Linked DNA regions of Callithrix jacchus: region 1 is linked to region 2. Evidence: chromatin contacts called from public Hi-C data. All regions are on one chromosome and are shown on one strand. Each heading gives the region's core, a stretch centred on a gene start, on an enhancer-like site or on the middle of the called end of the contact. The rest is flanking DNA. Distances are from core to core; before and after follow the strand shown.

Region 1 (3,781 bases), core at 1,023-3,522, 63 kb after region 2:
GCCCTGGAGGCTGGCCAGGGCTCTTTTGTCCCCAATATAACCAGCCTGAACTTGGCTGGTCCTTTCTGTTATCTGACCTCCAGCCACCATGCTGCAGAGGTCCCAGCCCATCCCACCACCAGAGTGGATCCTTTGTGGGTGCCAGGGCAGCAGGTACCTTGGGAGGATGGGCCAGGTAGGGCACCTGCTGGGCATGAAGGCAGGGCTGGGGCTCCGGGGGCAGCTGAGCTGGTCCTTGTTCTCCTGTCCCGTCTTGCCTTTTCTCTTTCCAAGTCTCTCTCTGTTTGTCTCCACGTCTCTGTCCTTCCGCGTCTCTCTCTCTCTCTCTCTCTCTGTCTCTGTCTCTCTCCCTGTCTTTCCTCTCCTCTGTCTTTCAACACCTGGAACACAGGTCACCAATTGCAGGAAATTCGTTTTTCCATTTGCCTGGAGGCTCGCCCCAGAGCAACAGGAAGTTGATCGAAAATATTTTCTGGCAACCAGAGAGAGATGGAGAAGCAGGGAGAGAGCGGATTAGAATAGCTGGGGGGAAGTGAGGGTGCTCCTGGGCAAATGGTATTAGTAACAGTAATAATAACATCAACTCTTTTTTTTTTTTTTGAGGTGGAGTCTCCCTCTGTCCCAGGCTGGAATGCAGTGGCGGGATCTCAGCTCACTGCAACCTCCGCCTCCTGGATTCTCCTACCTCAGCTTCCCAAATAACTGGGACTACAGGCACACCCCACTACACCCAGTTAATTTTTGTATTTTTAGTAGAGGCGGGGTTTCACCATGTTGGCCAGGATAGTCTCGATCTCGTCATGATCCACATGCCCTGGCCTCCCAAAGTGCTGGGATTACAGGCATGAGCCACCATGCCCGGCCTTACATCAACTCTTTTGTCATGGCAATTCCATGAGATGGGCAGTTATCCTCCCGTTTCACAGACAAGGCGATGCAGAGGGCACAGAAAGGTACAGTGACTTGCCTCGGGTCACTGGGGCCATGGGGAAGTGGCTGGGCCTGAAGGTGAACCTAAGCGTGGTGGATCCCCCCACTGCCCACCAAGTCACCACCCCCAGACCCCACACCAGATATCACTACCCATTTCCCAGATATGAAGACTGAGGTCTGGGGGTCCTCAGTCATCTGACCGCCCTCGATGAGGACCAGCGAGTCGCAGATAAGAAGAGAAAGGAGATAAGGGGGTGTGATGGGGAAGATGGATGTCTGTGACTGAGACCCTTCTCTCGCTATGGAACCCCTGGGGAGCGGGAGATTGGAAAAGACAGAGATGGAAAGACTGGAGACTACCAGAGGAGACATGTAGGGAGCTCAGGGAAGGGACGCAGATCTCCCCAACCCACCACCCCAGACCTGCCTGCACATCGCAGGGGTCTTCCCGGCTCTCTTCCCGCCCCAAACTTGGGGGAGTAAGAAGGACCCCGCCCCGTGCAGGGAGGGGGTGGGGCCTGTGGGATCCCCGGCTAATGGCAAACAGCTGCCGCTCCCCAAGCCGGCCCAGCCGCCAAGCCCAGGCCCAGCCGGCCGGACGCCCGGCGGTCTTCCCGCCGCCTGGGGCACGGCCGCGGAGGAGAGCGAGGGGGGACAGTGCGGGGAGGAGACAGAGGCAGAAAGGGGGACAGTCAGTGGAGAGCGGGGAGAGGGGAGCCACGACTGGGGAAACGGGCAGGGCAGCAAGAATCGATGCGGGTAAGGGGTCAAAGATGGGGAGCGGGCAGGGACGCGGGGACAGAGACACTCCAAGTCCGGAAAGTTTGGACACAGAAGGTGGAGTTGGAGGCAGCGGCTCGTTGAGACCAGCGAGGTCGTGTCTCAGGGTCGGAGGTGGGATGTAGGACAGCAGGTGGAGGGGGTGCACACTCGATCCCCAAACCGGACTTGAACCCCTACCCAGCCCCGGGTGCCACTCGCCTGGCGCGCTCCGGCCGCCGCCGTCCCTGCGTCCCGCCGCCCGTGCGTCCTCGCGCGCCGCCGCCCGGGCGCCCAGCCCTCAGGGGTGGCTCCGCCCCTCCCCGCCCCTCCAACTGGCCCCGCCCTCCAGCGGGCCCCGCCCCCTCCAGCCGCCCGGGCGCGGTGGGGGATGGGGGTGAAAAATGCGCTGGTTAGAGACTGGATCTCACCTGGACAGCAGGTGTGTGTGCGCGCCGGGGTGTCCGGCTTTGTCCTTCCTTCCTCCCTAAGTCCCTGAGGTAGGGTTCCCCCACCGCCAGCTGTCCCTGGGCCGCTGCGGGGGGCGGAACGGCTGGGCGGCGGGAGCGGGTGGGGCTGGCAGGGGCCCAGCTAGGGGAGGGCGCGCGGGGCGGGCGCGGCGGCGGGAGGTCACCCCTCCCCCGGGCGGCCCAGGACTGGAAGCGGCCCAGCGCAGCCTTGGCACACGGTGGCGTGACCGCCGCGCGAGAGGGGAGGCTGCACGAGCCCGGGCGCTGGAGCCGGCCAGACCTGGACTCTCATTCCAGACGCACCAAACTTTTGCTGCTCTGTGCCTTAGTTTACCCATCTGTAAAATGGAGATAATCATGTTAGCTACCTGATAGGAGTGTTGAGAAAATTCACTAACCATTAGGAAGGGGCCTCACCATTAGGAAGCAGGTCCCTCGGGTTAAAAAGGCTCCTGAATGAGTGGCCTACTTTTGCAGAGATCTTTCTGGGAGCCCTTTTGTACACAGCCAGCCACTCAGTAAGGGTTTAATAAATGTCAGGCTGACGAGGTGGCTCACACTTGTAATCTCTGTGTTTAAGGACACTGAGGCAGGAGGACTCCTTGAGCTCAGGAATTTGAGACCAGCCTGTGCAACAGAGCAAGACTCTGTCTCTTAAAAAAAAAAGTGGGCTGGGTGCAGTGGCTCATGCCTGTAATCCCAGGACTTTGGGAGGCTGAGGGAGGCAGATTAGGAGGTCAGGATATCGAGACAATCCTGGCCAACGTGGTGAAACCCCGTCTACTAAAAATACGAAAATAGTCAGGCTTGGTGGCACAAGCCTGTAGGGAGGCTGAGGCAAGAGAATCTCTTGAACCCAGGAGGCGGAGGTTGTTGCATTGAGCCGAGGTTGCACCACTGCACTCGAGCCTGGTGACAGATCGAGACTCCATCTCAAAAAAAAAAAAAAAAAAAAAAAAAAGCCAGGCATAGTGGCACGTGCCTATAATTCCTGCCACTTAGGAGGCTGGAGCCCCAGAGTTTGATGCTGCAGTGAGCCATGACTGTGACACTGCATTCCAACCTGGAGGACTGAGTGGAGACCCTGTCTCTTAAAAAAACCCAAAAACCAAAAACCCAGGCATTATTGCCATTAAGCATGTGACATTTGTGTCTGTTGTTATGATGTCCCTGGCACCCAGTAGGTTCTTGGCGTCTCCATTGATGATGCAGGATGTGTGGATATGGGGCAGTGTGGACTGTGACCACGTGACGAGCATGTGACCCAGCCCCTAGTTACCGCACCACACTGCACAGGTTGCTTATAAAAACCATTTTAAATTAAAAAAGGGAGGAGGAAGCATCAGTGCACACACAGATGGGGACACAGGGACAGAGGGCGCAGCCCCAAGTGCAATATGGTCACTCCATGGCCCAGTGGGCACCAGGGGGGACTCCTCCCAGCAGACAGCTGAGGCCTGGGTGCCTGTTCCTCTAGGTGCAGCTTTGGTCCCTGCGGGCTCAGAGGTCTGCCTTTCGGAAACTTGCTCTGTTCGAGGTCCTGGGAAAGGAATGAAGGTGTGTCAGCGTGGCCATGGGGCCCCAACTCCATAGACCGCCCCAGCCCAGATCTTCTTTGT
Region 2 (3,877 bases), core at 221-2,720:
CCTCACAGTCAGATGGTACTTCCCACCCACCTGGCTGTACCAAACCCCCACCTCACAGTCAGTGTACTTCCCACCCACCTGGCTGTACCAAACCCCCACCTCACAGTCAGATGGTACTTCCCACCCACCTGGCTGTACCAAACCCCCACCTCACAGTCAGTGTACTTCCCACCCACCTGGCTGTACCAAACCCCCACCTCACAGTCAGTGTACTTCCCACCCACCTGGCTGTACCAAACCCCCACCTCACAGTCAGTGTACTTCCCACCCACCTGGCTGTACCAAACCCCCACCTCACAGTCAGTGAACTTCCCATCCACCTGGCTGTACCAAACCCCCACCTCACAGTCAGTGTACTTCCCACCCACCTGGCTGTACCAAACCCCCACCTCACAGTCAGATGGTACTTCCCACCCACCTGGCTGTACCAAACCCCACCTCACAGTCAGATGGTACTTCCCATCCACCTGGCTGTACCAAACCCCCACCTCACAGTCAGTGTACTTCCCACCCACCTGGCTGTACAAAACCCCCACCTCACAGTCAGTGTACTTCCCACCCACCTGGCTGTACCAAACCCCCACCTCACAGTCAGTGTACTTCCCACCCACCTGGCTGTACCAAACCCCCACCTCACAGTCAGTGTACTTCCCACCCACCTGGCTGTACCAAACCCCCACCTCACAGTCAGATGGTACTTCCCACCCACCTGGCTGTACCAAACCCCAACACCCTCCTATCTTCCATACCCCTTCCACAACTCACTATTCTGTTATTGACCTCAAAAACACTTTTTTTAAAGCCCAAATTTCTTCCCCATTTGTTATAACGTTTCCCCAGCACACGCACTCTCCCTGCCAACCATATCCAGTTAATTTCCTAAACCCCAGCTTCTCTCCTTCCTGGGTGTTATAAGATACTTTCACCTCTGGATGCCAGGTTTTTGTCCCCAAAACCAAACCGCTTTATGAACCTACGACGGGAAACTTAGCTAACCCCATAAACCAAAACTTTTCCCCCATTCTTCCTTTCGGTCGCTAAGGAAGGCCTTAGAAACAGCCCTCATCCTAACGCTCCCAACTCCTGTCAACCTTCTCTGTCCACAGAGCAGAAATCACAGGCTGTGCTGTCGCGATTCTTACACAGCAGCCAGGCCGGGCCTGTAGCCTTTTTATCCAAAGAACCTAACCTCACAGTCCTGGGCTGGCCCTCATGGCTACGCGCGGCAGCAGCTGCTGCCCGAATGCTCTTAGAATCCCTCAGAATCCCAGGCTATGCCCCGCCTACCCTCTAGCTCTCACGTATGCCCACTTAGCCTCTAGAGCTCTCACAGCCTTTCCTCTCACACCTCACACGCTTACTTTCAGCCCCTCACCTTCAGCTTGATGGTCGCGCCTGCTACTTAAACCACAGCTCAAGAAGTCTCTGGCTCAGATCCCCTGCACTCCTGGACTTCCCAGCCCTGTTTTTGCTTACGCTGCCGGTTCACACTTTTCCTCCAGGCAGTCACAGCTGGGATTTCACTCTGAATCTGGCTCCTGTTCTCTGCTCAGACCCAATCTTGTTAATGAAAGTGAGTGGTTCCTTATGAATACCACGCGCTTCCTCATACACCATGAAAACAAAGGCTCTCCCTCCGCAGTTCCCCTACCAGGCCCCTTCACAGCCCCGCCGCTCAGGACACCTTCTCACCGTGCACTTCCAGTTCTAAGCCCGGCACTGTTTCCTCTGTGGCTCTTACCTCTGCCTTCCTACAACTGCACAGGCACCCGTACCCCAGTTCTCCTTACTCCCCAAATTCGGTTCACCAATGGGGACGAAAGCCTCCCTGTTCCCCTAGTGGTCGCAGCATGACGCGAGCGGGTCCTTCCATTAACCCCCTTACTTGTAGGGATGGGAATTCTACTGCACTCGGCATGGCCTGACCACTTCAGTGGGCGCCTTCCGTGGCCCCTCTGATGACTTCTCGGCCAGCACTGCACAGTTAACTCAATCGTTACCCCTTCGTGCTCAAAAACCGCAGAGGTTTTCATTGACTAACTGCTGAAAAGGCCTTTGCCTGTTCCCGAATGAAAAACGTTCTTTTTATGCAAACCAGCCTGGCCTCGTATATGATGCCATCAATACACTAAGAGACAGCGCAAAGCTCACTCGTCAGGCGAATGGTTGTTCTGGACATGGCTGGACCGGCTGGACCTGACCTGGGAGTCACAGCTTCTTCCAGTCACTAGTCCTCTGATCCTTTCTCCTCTCACTGGGCACTGTGTTTTTCCAAGTAATCTCTCAATTCCTACAAAATCGTATACAAGCAATAACCAGCCCCGCAACATTACCCCTTTCCCTGAAATCTCCCAGCAGGCTAAATTCTTAACCATTTCGTGCCACCCCCAAGCCCTCTCGAAAAAGCCTTGAGAAACTTTGCCCCCTACCCCCAAAACCTGTTATCACCCCCTCTTCTCTAATTCTCTCTCTTGAGCCACCATGCCAGGCCAACATGGTCAATTTTATATGGCGTGTAATGGACCACAATTAAAATCATTAAAAATGTTCAAGATTAGCTGGGTGTGCTGGGAGCGGTGTGGCTCACGCCTGTAATCCCGACACTTTGGGAGGCTGAGGCGGGTGGATCACGAGGTCAAGAGATCGAGATCACATCCCATCCTGGTCAACATAGTGAAACCCTGTCTCTACTAAAATTTAAAAAAATTAGCTGGGCATGGTGGCGCGTGCCTGTAATCCCAGCTGCTCAGGAGGCTGAGGCAGGAGAATTGCCTGAACCCAGGAGGCGGAGGTTGCGGTGAGCCGAGATTTCGCCATTGCACTCCAGCCTGGGTAACAAGAGCGAAACTCCGTCTCAAAAAAAAAAAAAAAAAAAGATTAGCTGGGCGCAGTGGCTCACGCCTGTAATACCTGCACTTTAGGAGGCCAAGGTGGGCAGATCACGAGGTCAGGAGATCAAGAGTATCCTGGCCAACATGGCGGAACCTCGTCTCTACTAAAATATAAAAAAGTAGCAGGGCATGGTGGTGCGCACCTGTAGTTCCACCTACCTGGGAGGCTGAGGCAGGGGAATCGCTTGAACCCGGGAAGTGGAGGTTGCCGTGAGCCAAGATCGCACCACTGCACTCCAGCCTGGGGACAAAGCAAGACTCTGTCTCAGAAAATAATAATAATAATAATAATAATAATAATAATAATGGTTAACATGGTCAATTTGATATGATGTGTAGTGGACCATAAAATCATAAAAAGTGTTCAAGATTAAATGGGGGGACAGTGAGATAACCCAGAAATAAACAACAGCAGAAAGTGCTACCACCACGAAACCGGGAGAGGAAGATACAGTGTTTCTGGAGCCTGGGAGCTGGTGGGAGTGCAAGAACTGCTGCAGTTCGGTCCCTGGGAAGGAAGACCCCAGCCTGTCCTCTGCCCCAGGCTCCATCTCCCACCAGCGCCTCCCACAGGCGGAACCCAACAAGGACAGGCTGACGGCGCCCAGGGAATGGTGCCTTATTGGGTGGAGCGAAAGAGGGGCAGGGTCGGGGAGGCACTGGGGTGGTTAGGTCCACAAATGTGGCTGGGGGCGTGGTGGCTGATGCCTGTAATCCCAGCACTTTGGGAGGCCAAGACGGGCAAATCACCTGAGGTCAGGAGATCGAGACCAGCCTGACCAACAAGAAACCCCGTCTCTACTAAAAATAAGAAATATGCTGGGTGTGGTGGCCCATACCTGTAATCTCAGCTACTCTCGAGGCTGAGGCAGGAGAATCACTTGAATCCAGGAGGTGGAGGTTGTGGTGAGCCGAGATCAGGCCACTCCAGCCTGGGCGAAGAGGAGCAAAAATCCATCTCAAAAACAAAACCGCCGAAGAAACCA

What was found. A called contact is a pair of places that touch in the nucleus more often than the background predicts.
Region 1: a contact with region 2 is called in a Hi-C map of skeletal muscle, with 5 times the contacts expected there. The contact joins the promoter of KANK2 here to the enhancer-like site in region 2. A contact is called at or near these places in 3 of 3 Hi-C or Micro-C datasets (induced pluripotent stem cells and skeletal muscle).

What each region holds. Positions count from the first base shown.
Region 1 is chr22:10,355,669-10,359,449 of calJac240_pri, forward strand. KANK2 (KN motif and ankyrin repeat domains 2) reads right to left here and starts at 2,273. Exons shown (of 13, transcript XM_017967812.4): 1 at 2,124-2,273; 2 at 158-380. It overlaps DOCK6 (dedicator of cytokinesis 6), which reads right to left. Exons shown (of 48, transcript XM_078360599.1): 48 at 3,460-3,702. The coding sequence ends at 3,663.
Region 2 is chr22:10,293,806-10,297,682 of calJac240_pri, forward strand. No RefSeq gene overlaps it. Among named protein-coding and RNA genes, the nearest start is that of SPC24, 18 kb to the right of the region's middle. Within about 2 kb of position 1,471, at least 6 of the 16 cell types and tissues checked have an H3K27ac peak or open chromatin away from gene starts, as enhancers often do. A contact at or near this core is called in skeletal muscle, where this site is marked.